Linked DNA regions of Zea mays: regions 1 and 3 are each linked to region 2. A link is a contact called in public Hi-C data. All regions are on one chromosome and are shown on one strand. Each heading gives the region's core, a stretch centred on a gene start, on an enhancer-like site or on the middle of the called end of the contact. The rest is flanking DNA. Distances are from core to core; before and after follow the strand shown.

Region 1 (3,126 bases), core at 430-2,929, 220 kb after region 2:
TGTTAGTGGGTATGGGAAACCCGTTGGGTACCCGAAACCCGCATGGGTATGGGTTTGGGCAAAATTTTATACCCGTCATGGGTATGGGTTTTTTAGCGGGCGTATTTTTTCTTCGCGGGTATGGGTTTGGACAAGTAATACCCAACGGGTTTTTACCCATTGCCATCTCTACTGGCACCTGCCAGTTGCCACCGTCCGGACGGTCGACGGGTCGAGCACTAGTCACGGTTGGGACGTTGGATTGTGCACTTGGGGTAGTGATGGATTCAGATATCTGGAGATCCGAATTATTCGTATACATATTCAGATAAAGTGCTAATATGGATATTCGTATTTGTATTCGATTTTAATATGGATGTTAAATAGAAATATCTAAATTTTGTTTTTCTCTATCTAGTTTAATATTCGTATTCGACAAAATCGTGAAATATCCGATACTATTCGTATCTGAAAGGGAAAAGTATTCGATAAAAATCAATTTAAACTTACTGTTATTACTAATTACAAGTGATTTTAGATTTTAAATAATGTACTAAAAAACTGATGTACACCATTTAAATTGTTTAAAAATTATTCATATCATAGTGTTAATCTTACATAACTAGTGATATACAATGATAAATTTTAATTAATATTAAAAGTCTAATTTTGAATATATTATTGGAGTTTTTAGAGTCCAACATACAAATATACTTAATATAAAAAAATATTATATTTAAAGTCCAAAATATAAATATACCATGTATAAATAAGTTATTTAAAAAATGATATTCAACTAAATAATATATATGTACTATTGTTCATAATTTAATTATAATATGATATTTATCAACTACAAACATATCGATAAAAACAAATTAATACTTGTTATGATGCTATGTTTCAAATCAAGTAAGTATCCGAATGTGAATCCGAATTCGAACTATTCGTTTTGTATTCGTATCCGATAGTATTCGTATTCGAATTAAAATATGGTAAATAGTGACATTCGTATTCGTTTCCATGCGTATCCGATCCGAATCTATCCCTAACTTGGGAGGTCTTGGGTTGACGGGCTCGGGCTCGACACGACAGTTAGTTCATCCAGTGAGCGCGCGCGACCGTGGGGGGCAGGCCAGCACAGGCACCCGGCTTTGCCTTCGCCGTGGTCCAGGCCTGGCGCCCAAATAGGGGTGGAAACGAGCCGAGCCGGCTCGCTCATGCAACGAGCCGAGCTCGGCACGACTCGCCCATCTGGCGAGCTCGAAAAAGCGGCTCAGCTCGGCTCGCTCCGGGCTCGCCGAGCCAACGAGCCTAGCCATAAATGTAAATTTGCGCTCTAAATTGTAATATAAAATCTTAAGAATATTTTAAATAACATATTTTAAATTAGTAAAATAGATATATCACTAATATAATATAGAAAATAGATTATTTTTATATAGTAATCTCAAATAACATAAATTGTTGTCTACTCGGTACTAATATTATATGCTAATTAAGATTTTATGTAACAAATTGTTGTTGGGTCGAGCCACGAGCCAGCTCGCGAGCTGCACCGAGCCGAGCTGACTCGCTCTTTTCACGAGCCACAAAAACAGGCTCGACTCGGGCTCGTTCTAAGTGTCGAGCCGAGCCGCGAGCCAGCTCGTCGAGCTCGAACTTTTTTCCAGCCCTACGCCCAAACGCACCTACACGCCGACGCGGCACCTGAGTTGGCGCGCTGGCCCTTCGCCCGTGCCGCCGAGCGTAGGGTATTGTGCTCGCACCAGCCATGAAAATCTCGCCTCCAATCACTAACGCACCAACATCAACAGTTCATTCTGCAGCGGTCCAACCAAAGAGTAACATATATGACATTGTAACCCGAAAGTGGATGAGACACAATGAGAGATTTTTTTAACCAATCCAAAAAATTTGCCACTAAAGAAATTAAACCTGAGTCTCGAAGGAGTTTTCCATTTGACATACAAAGCAAAGGAGATTGGATATGAATACCAGATATGCTATGCCCTAGAAAATTCCTAACAAAATCCACCACATTTCATGTACATATTACAGCCATGCGACAAACCTTTGCATCTAGACCCTCCATTCGCCAATCGACACCTCTCTCCCTCTCCTAATAATAAGAAAAGAAAACATCACATGATAAGACAAATCGTTGCACATCTTGTGAAACTGGTTTAAGCAAAGATTGACAGAACCATATCCCTATTGCAAAGATATGTTAACTGCTGGGTACATAAGCAGAATGGCAGATTCTTATTTTCCAACAGACATTCACTAGCAGCTCAGATGGAGTGCCAATTAGTGGGATCCATTGAGAAGGATACAGAATAAGTACTGTGATAACTGATATAGGAAAATGGAAACACCAATGGTTATGGCCATATGCCAGTGGCAGATACAGGTAGGGATGAAAGTGGTAATCCGAACTGTTAGGACAAATTTAATATTTTAAAATAGATATGTATAAAATTTGATGTTGATCTTTTCCTATGTTATCAAGCACATTAGTACAAATATGAATAAAATATTACATAAATTGTTTTAAGTGTTATTTGGTCCCTACAACACAAATAGTTGAAAAAATTATCGAATTTGTTTCCGAATCCATACCGAAGTTTATATCTATTATTTAAGAAAATATAGCATAAATTTAAGGTTTATCATCTATGAATCTTTACAAGCTGGATGTTAGAAACAAGAATACAAATTTGTATGGTAGATTCTATATTCTATTTATTCGCAATCAAAGAAAAAACTGATTACCGAATAAATACCGTTTCCGACCGTTTTCATCCCTAGATACAGGATTTCAATCATGGGGCATAGACCTAAACGATGCAATTCACTCAAAATGTAATATGACGACTGAATGACATTAAATAGTTAGGTGTGCGGATATAAGGATACAATTCACCAACATTTATCCACAAGTATAGCCATTGCCAATGTCACCGTAAGCATATGAGTTTTTTTGCTTCTTTGTTATCCTTAATGAACTGATCAAGAGCCTGTTCTGTTCTGCTTGTACCTGTATCCCCATGCACCTGTACTACATCCGCCCCTGCTATATACAAACATGTTGCGCACAACCGAACCTTACTTTAACGATGAAACTTGAACGTCTGGCTGTGATAA
Region 2 (2,939 bases), core at 417-2,916:
CTAAAATTTAAAGGTCTTCGGAATGTAAGGCAAGCAACCAGTAGGTGGACAAAAGTGATCACTCGAGTAAAGTATAATCAATCTATGAGCTGGAGTGATGGGCACTCCTGATTCAACTCCCACCATCTTAGTTTCAGTCATGTTATAAGTAATGGGTGTGAAATCACACTTTCCCCATGATTAATCAACTGCCAACCTCCAAAAGGAAATGCCATATGCACATCATATTAATTTATGAACACAAAACAACCCAACTGCCCAGAGAACTAAGATTTCAAGGCAGGTTAGCTTTCCACTAAACAAATATCTAATGTGACATTAGTACCTGCAGGCAAATAGCGCAAGACAAGCTTTCACCAATTGGTGCAGGAACCACATGATGTGGCAACTTCTTTAGAGTATCTTGTGAGAGCCCTTCGGATAAAACATCTTCAAGGACATCAAACATATCATCATTGTCGGCAATGCCAACCTGTTGGAAAATATCTACTACTCCGATCAATGTCATTGAGTGAAACCTTAAAACTACGAAAAATCAATAACATGAAATTATTTAGTTTAAGAGAATATAAGTTACATGTGTATTATAGCATTAAAAATACTTGCAAAATTTCATAAGCTTCAAAAATTTTAAGAATATATTTATGTGTTTTCTGTCAAAGAGGACCCATGGTAACTAAGACAATTAACTGACCTGCCAACGATAGGCCATATATGCCGATGGCTCATACTGGTCTTGCACAAATCGAGCATGAAGGAGCTGTTCTATGAAATCCCCCTGCAGGTAATTTTTCTTAAATTCGCGGCCCCCATGAACCACTGAAAACAATGGCGTTGCAAAATATAATTCCGGGCTCAAGGTAGTAAGGAACTAATAATACTAGCATATAAAAACTTTCTAATTAAGACGGAATTTCTCTAGCTAAGGCAAGACAGTTACACTCTGCTAATTGATTTGCATAACAATCATGCCTGACGAATTGAAGAAGTAGCTCACGGACCATGGAGGACGTGCTCTGCGGGCTCGATCGGTCCGCGCTCCAGTAGGCGCGCGAAGCCTCGAGAACCTCGATGGATAGTACCGCCCCCGCAAAGGCCCCCAGGCCGGCTCCCCGGAGGACGCCGCTGTCGGAAGCTCGGCCGGCCAATGCGCCGGTGAACGCCCCCGTCAGGCCTCCAGCTGCCACAGGCAAACCAAATCCGCGTCAAAGAAAAAAAAAACAGAGCACGCAAACCAAAACACAGAAGCAACACAAGGTGCTGTCAACGCTATGGGGGCGCGGGGGCGCGCTTACCAACGGCGAAGATGCCGGTGAGGGCCCCCGAGAGGACGCCGGAGACCAGCCTGGGGAGGCACGACCCCGTCGCTACGCTTCGGCGCTCCCCTTCCGACGCCGTTGGCAGTGGCGGCACTTCCATGACTCAGCCTCACGGCACAGGCGGTCCACCTCCACGCCTCCTCCGCAAACTAACCCGAAGCCGATCGAGCGTCACGGTAGCTAGGGTTGGGTTGGGTCTAACGCAGGGGCCGGTCTACCTGATGGCGCCCGCGCGCTTGGTGGACTGGTGGTTGGTTGGTACACCCGTGGTAGAGGAGCTCGCCGGGAGGAGGGAGGACCGAAGGGGGCAAGGAGACAGGCGTGAGCGCGTCACGCCGCCTGAAAACGATCTGCCGCTTGGCTCGGCTGATGCGTTGCTGGTTTGCAGTTTGCTGCTGCGCAAGGCTATCCGCACTCATACAACTCTAAATTTCTACTCTAAAAAAATATTTTATCCTTATCAGTAAGGTTCTCTACTCTATACCATAATTCTCCGCAGTTATATTTACTCCATATCTCAACCCTATACCAACTACCATATATTATATCATTTTTTATTTCACGTTCATACACGTCACGCTTTTACATTGGGCGGCCTTTTCAGTTGTGCTGCCCCTGCAGGCTACACGTCGCAGCGGCTGGCTTGTGGCTGCGTAGAGTTGAATCCGTACCACGCTAGTTTTGCCGTTCCTGAGTATCTACGCTAAAATGGAGTCGCCCATACAGCTCTCCACTGCGGCAGATTTTGTACTCTATGTCAGATCGAGTAGCAAATGGAGCTATCCACTGCAGTCAGCATTCCGTGCGTGCTAGAGCTGTATGCACGAAATCTTTGAATCTGCACGCAACCGGAATGTACAAGCAGGTACGCTTTTTCTTAAAAAAAGGAAGAAACGCAGTAGCAGTTAAATTGTGAACCAGTATCTCTAAATGCTGGCATTCTTTATACTTTATTTATTTACTTATTTTGAAATACTTGGCACTTCGAAATACACTTTCTTATTGTTGGTGTCTTTTTGCCAAACACTAACTATTTCTAGGACCTATGCGCCATGCGCAGAACCTTGGGGACTTTCTCTGTTGGCTAGTGTGACTTTCCGCGATAGGTTACCGGACCATCCGTGGTAGGTCACCGTACAGTCTACCATAGGTCATTGGACTATCCGTGATGGTAGAAAAGAACACATATCTCGTCTCCCCATCACGGATAAAGGATCTTGGGGTTGCCTTAGAGTCGACAGGCCAGCCAAAGCACCTCTAGATGACGTAGAGCCAAAGAGAGATGAATATTCATATTGGAGAACTACTACTAGAGCTATGCCATATCTAGATCTAAGGCATGAAGATAAGTAATGTAAATAGATTGTTTGATTGGATTATGTGTCTCAATCGACCGTACCCCTTTATATTTACGGGAGAGGGAGTCTGGACCTTATTCTAAGCGAAGTCCAACAAAATACTGCAAGAAACGAAAAAGATCTCACAACAAATCAACACTCTCGCTCGAACTAATCTAATTTGAGACGGTCCAAGCTAACAAGTCGGGCTATCCGAGGGCCAGACCGTCCAGGCTTGCCCACTGACCATCCAGTAGTACCAGTGTTGCCAGATTTAGTGTTC
Region 3 (2,989 bases), core at 147-2,646, 200 kb after region 2:
GAGATAGTGTGATTTAGTTTTTAGATTCACAAACTCTACTAGCTAAACAACGACTACCTTGAAAGGCCATCCTATTCAAGGATTAGAAGGATAAGCAGTTATTCAACCACTATAAAGTAAATGAATTCACATTCACATAGGTAAACCAAAGAGGGAGAAAGGATCTTACATCTTTCTTGCGGCCATAGTACCCCTCTCCCCCACCATAGCTCGGCCTCTCATACCCGCCACTCTGATACTTGGGCTGCTCCTCTCCATAACCGTATGAACCCTGTGTCTCCTCGTCATAGGGTTTTGGCTTCCGGTAACCACCAGAGCCAAAGGCACCTTCGTCCTCCTCAGATGCCTTCTTCTCATAACCATAGCCAGAACCACCATAGCTCTGCTCCTCGTTCTTCCTGCCATAGCCATACCCCGAGGAGCCATAGGTCTCCTCCTGTGCCTTCCTCCCATACCCACCACCACCACTGCCATACTCCTCCCCACCCTGCGGCCTGCTGCCGTACCCAGATCCATAGCTCTCCTCAACCTGAGGCTTCCTCCCGTAACCAGATCCATAGCTCTCCTCAACCTGCGGCGTCCTCCCGTACCCCGATCCATAGCTCTCCTCAATCTGCGGCTTCCTCCCGAACCCAGACCCATACTCCGATCCGTAGCTCTCCTCTACCTGTGGCTTCCTCCCGTAGCCAGAGCCGTATGTCTCAGCCTGCGGATTGGCAGATCCATACCCTGCTGACCCATAGCTCTCCTCCGGCCGGGTCTGACCGCCGTAGCCAGAGCCGTACCCGCCGGACCCGTAGCTCTCCTCCGCCTGCGGTTTCCTCCCATATCCAGAGCCGTAGCTCTCCTCCTCCTGCTTCTTCCTCCCATACCCGGATCCGAAGCCAGATCCATAGCCACCGCCCTCCTCCGCAGCGGGCTCGGGCCTGGATCCGTAGCCGCTGCCGTAAGACGGCTGTTGCTCCTGCTGGGGGCGGAACCCATAGTTGGGCTTTGGCTTGGCGTGGTGACCGTAGGGGGACGGCTCGGAGGCGGCGTAGTGCGGTGCGTCGTAGGAGGTCGAGGGCGCCGAGCACGGGTAGCAGGTTTCCTCGGACGGTGGCAGCGGGCGACCGAAGGTGACGGCGAGGTCGTACCCACCGCCGTACGGCGTGGGGTCGAACTCATCGAAGTCGTCCGCCTCCTCGACGGCGCCGCCACGGGGCCTCTCGTAATACGCGGTGGCCATGGCGGATCGCTGAGATCGGCTGGCTGGTTGATCAGATGGCAAGTGGCTAGCGAGGGATTGGACTTTAGAGCTTTGGTCTGGACTTCTGGAGTGTGGGGGCAGCGAGGGATTGGCCACTTATTGGTCTGTGGTAAAACGCGTTGGGGGAGCTCGGGGTGGATGAGAACCGGGGACGGCGAGACGTGGGGGCACGTGGTCCGGCCAGCGTGAGGAGTCGGTAACGTAGACAGGGACGCTGGATGCGCGGCGTCGGCGACGGTCGAGGCCGACACCACACGGGCAACAATGTACAGATGGCAATGGTACCGCGACCACATGTCCGATGGATATTTACTCTATTAAAGGTAGTTTAGAAACTCAAATTCTTTTTGGGATTGAAGAAAATTAAAGAGCAAATTAGTTTATTTTCACTCCAATCCTCTCTAGTCCCGAAAAAGATTTGAGGTTTCCAAAGTAGTCCTTAGGGTATGTATGTGGGCTAAATATTTTACCCGTTGTTCTGTAATTGGAAAAAAATCTTCACGCAACGGGTAAACAGGTATTTATAACGTTCCGCCTTCACCCATACCTGTTAACTCGTGAGTATAAAATACTCAATATAAGTCTAGCTCAAGCATGAACTAGTACTTTAGTCATCCATCTTTTTTTACTATTTAACAATCATTTAGACCATAATTGTCGGGGACCATAATTAGGGGTACCCTCAAGGCTCCTAATTCTCAGCTGGTAACCCCCATCAGCATAAAGCTGCAAAGGCCTGATGGGTGCGATTAAGTCAGGGATCGGTCCATTCGAGGGACACGATCACGCCTCGCCCGAGCCTAGCCTCGGACAAGGGCAGCCGACCCCGGAGGATCTCGGCCTCGCCCGAGGCCCCCCTCCAGCGGCTAACGTATTCCCGGCTCGCCCGAGGCCCTGTCTTCGCCAAGAAGCAACCCTGACCAAATCGCCGCACCGACCGACCAAATCACAGGAGCATTTAATGCAAAGGTGGCCTGACACCTTTATCCTGACGTGCGCCCTTCAGCCGACAGAGCCGAAGTGACCGTCGTCACTTCGCCGCTCCACTGACCAGCCTGACAGAAAGACAGCGCCGCCTGCGCCGCTCCGACTACGGTGCCACTTGACAGAGTGAGGCTGACAGGCAGTCAGGCCCGGCCGCAGGCGCCATAGGAAGCTCCGCTCCGCCCGACCCAGGGCTCGGACTCGGGCTAAGCCCCGGAAGACGGCGAACTCCGCTCCGCCCGACCTAGGGCTCGGACTCGGGCTAAGCCCCGGAAGACGGCGAACTCCGCTTCACCCGACCCAGGGCTCGGACTTGGGCTCAGCCCCAGAAGACGACGAACTCCGCTCCGCCCGACCCAGGGCTCGGACTTGGGCTCAGCCCCAGAAGACGACGAACTCCGCTTCGCCCGACCCCAGGGCTCGGACTCCGCCCTGCCTCAGCCGACGGTCTCCGCCTCGCCCGACCCAGGGGCTCGGACTCGACCTCGGCCACGGAAGACAGGCTCGACCTCGGCTTCGGAGGAGCTTCCACATCGCCCAACCTAGGGCGCAGATCAGCCACGTCAACAGGAGGCGCCATCATCACCCTACCCCAAGCTGACTCGGGCCACGGGGAACAAGACCGGCGTCCCATCTGGCTCGCTCCACCAGATAGGCAATGATGGCGCCCCGCATACTCTGTGACGACGGTGGCTCTCGGCCCCCTTACGGAAGCAAGAGGACGTCAGCAAGGACTCGACAGCCCCGACAGCTGTC

The links. A called contact is a pair of places that touch in the nucleus more often than the background predicts.
Region 1: a contact with region 2 is called in a Hi-C map of ear, with 1.6 times the contacts expected there. The contact joins the enhancer-like site here to the promoter of LOC100382173 in region 2.
Region 3: a contact with region 2 is called in a Hi-C map of leaf, with 7 times the contacts expected there. The contact joins the promoter of LOC100191540 here to the promoter of LOC100382173 in region 2. A contact is called at or near these places in 3 of 25 Hi-C or Micro-C datasets (ear, leaf and tassel).

Annotation. Positions count from the first base shown.
Region 1 is chr6:124,396,707-124,399,832 of Zm-B73-REFERENCE-NAM-5.0, forward strand. It overlaps dhar4 (glutathione dehydroascorbate reductase4), which reads right to left. Exons shown (of 7, transcript NM_001157942.2): 7 at 1,889-2,101. Among protein-coding and RNA genes, the nearest start is that of dhar4, 12 kb to the right of the region's middle. Within about 2 kb of position 1,680, at least 1 of the 20 cell types and tissues checked has an H3K27ac peak or open chromatin away from gene starts, as enhancers often do. A contact at or near this core is called in ear, where this site is marked.
Region 2 is chr6:124,177,193-124,180,131 of Zm-B73-REFERENCE-NAM-5.0, forward strand. LOC100382173 (putative RING zinc finger domain superfamily protein) reads right to left here and starts at 1,667. Exons shown (of 5, transcript NM_001174933.1): 1 at 1,296-1,667; 2 at 1,002-1,180; 3 at 695-778; 4 at 326-472. The coding sequence starts at 1,419.
Region 3 is chr6:124,380,805-124,383,793 of Zm-B73-REFERENCE-NAM-5.0, forward strand. LOC100191540 reads right to left here and starts at 1,397. Exons shown (of 2, transcript NM_001136971.1): 1 at 170-1,397. The coding sequence starts at 1,228.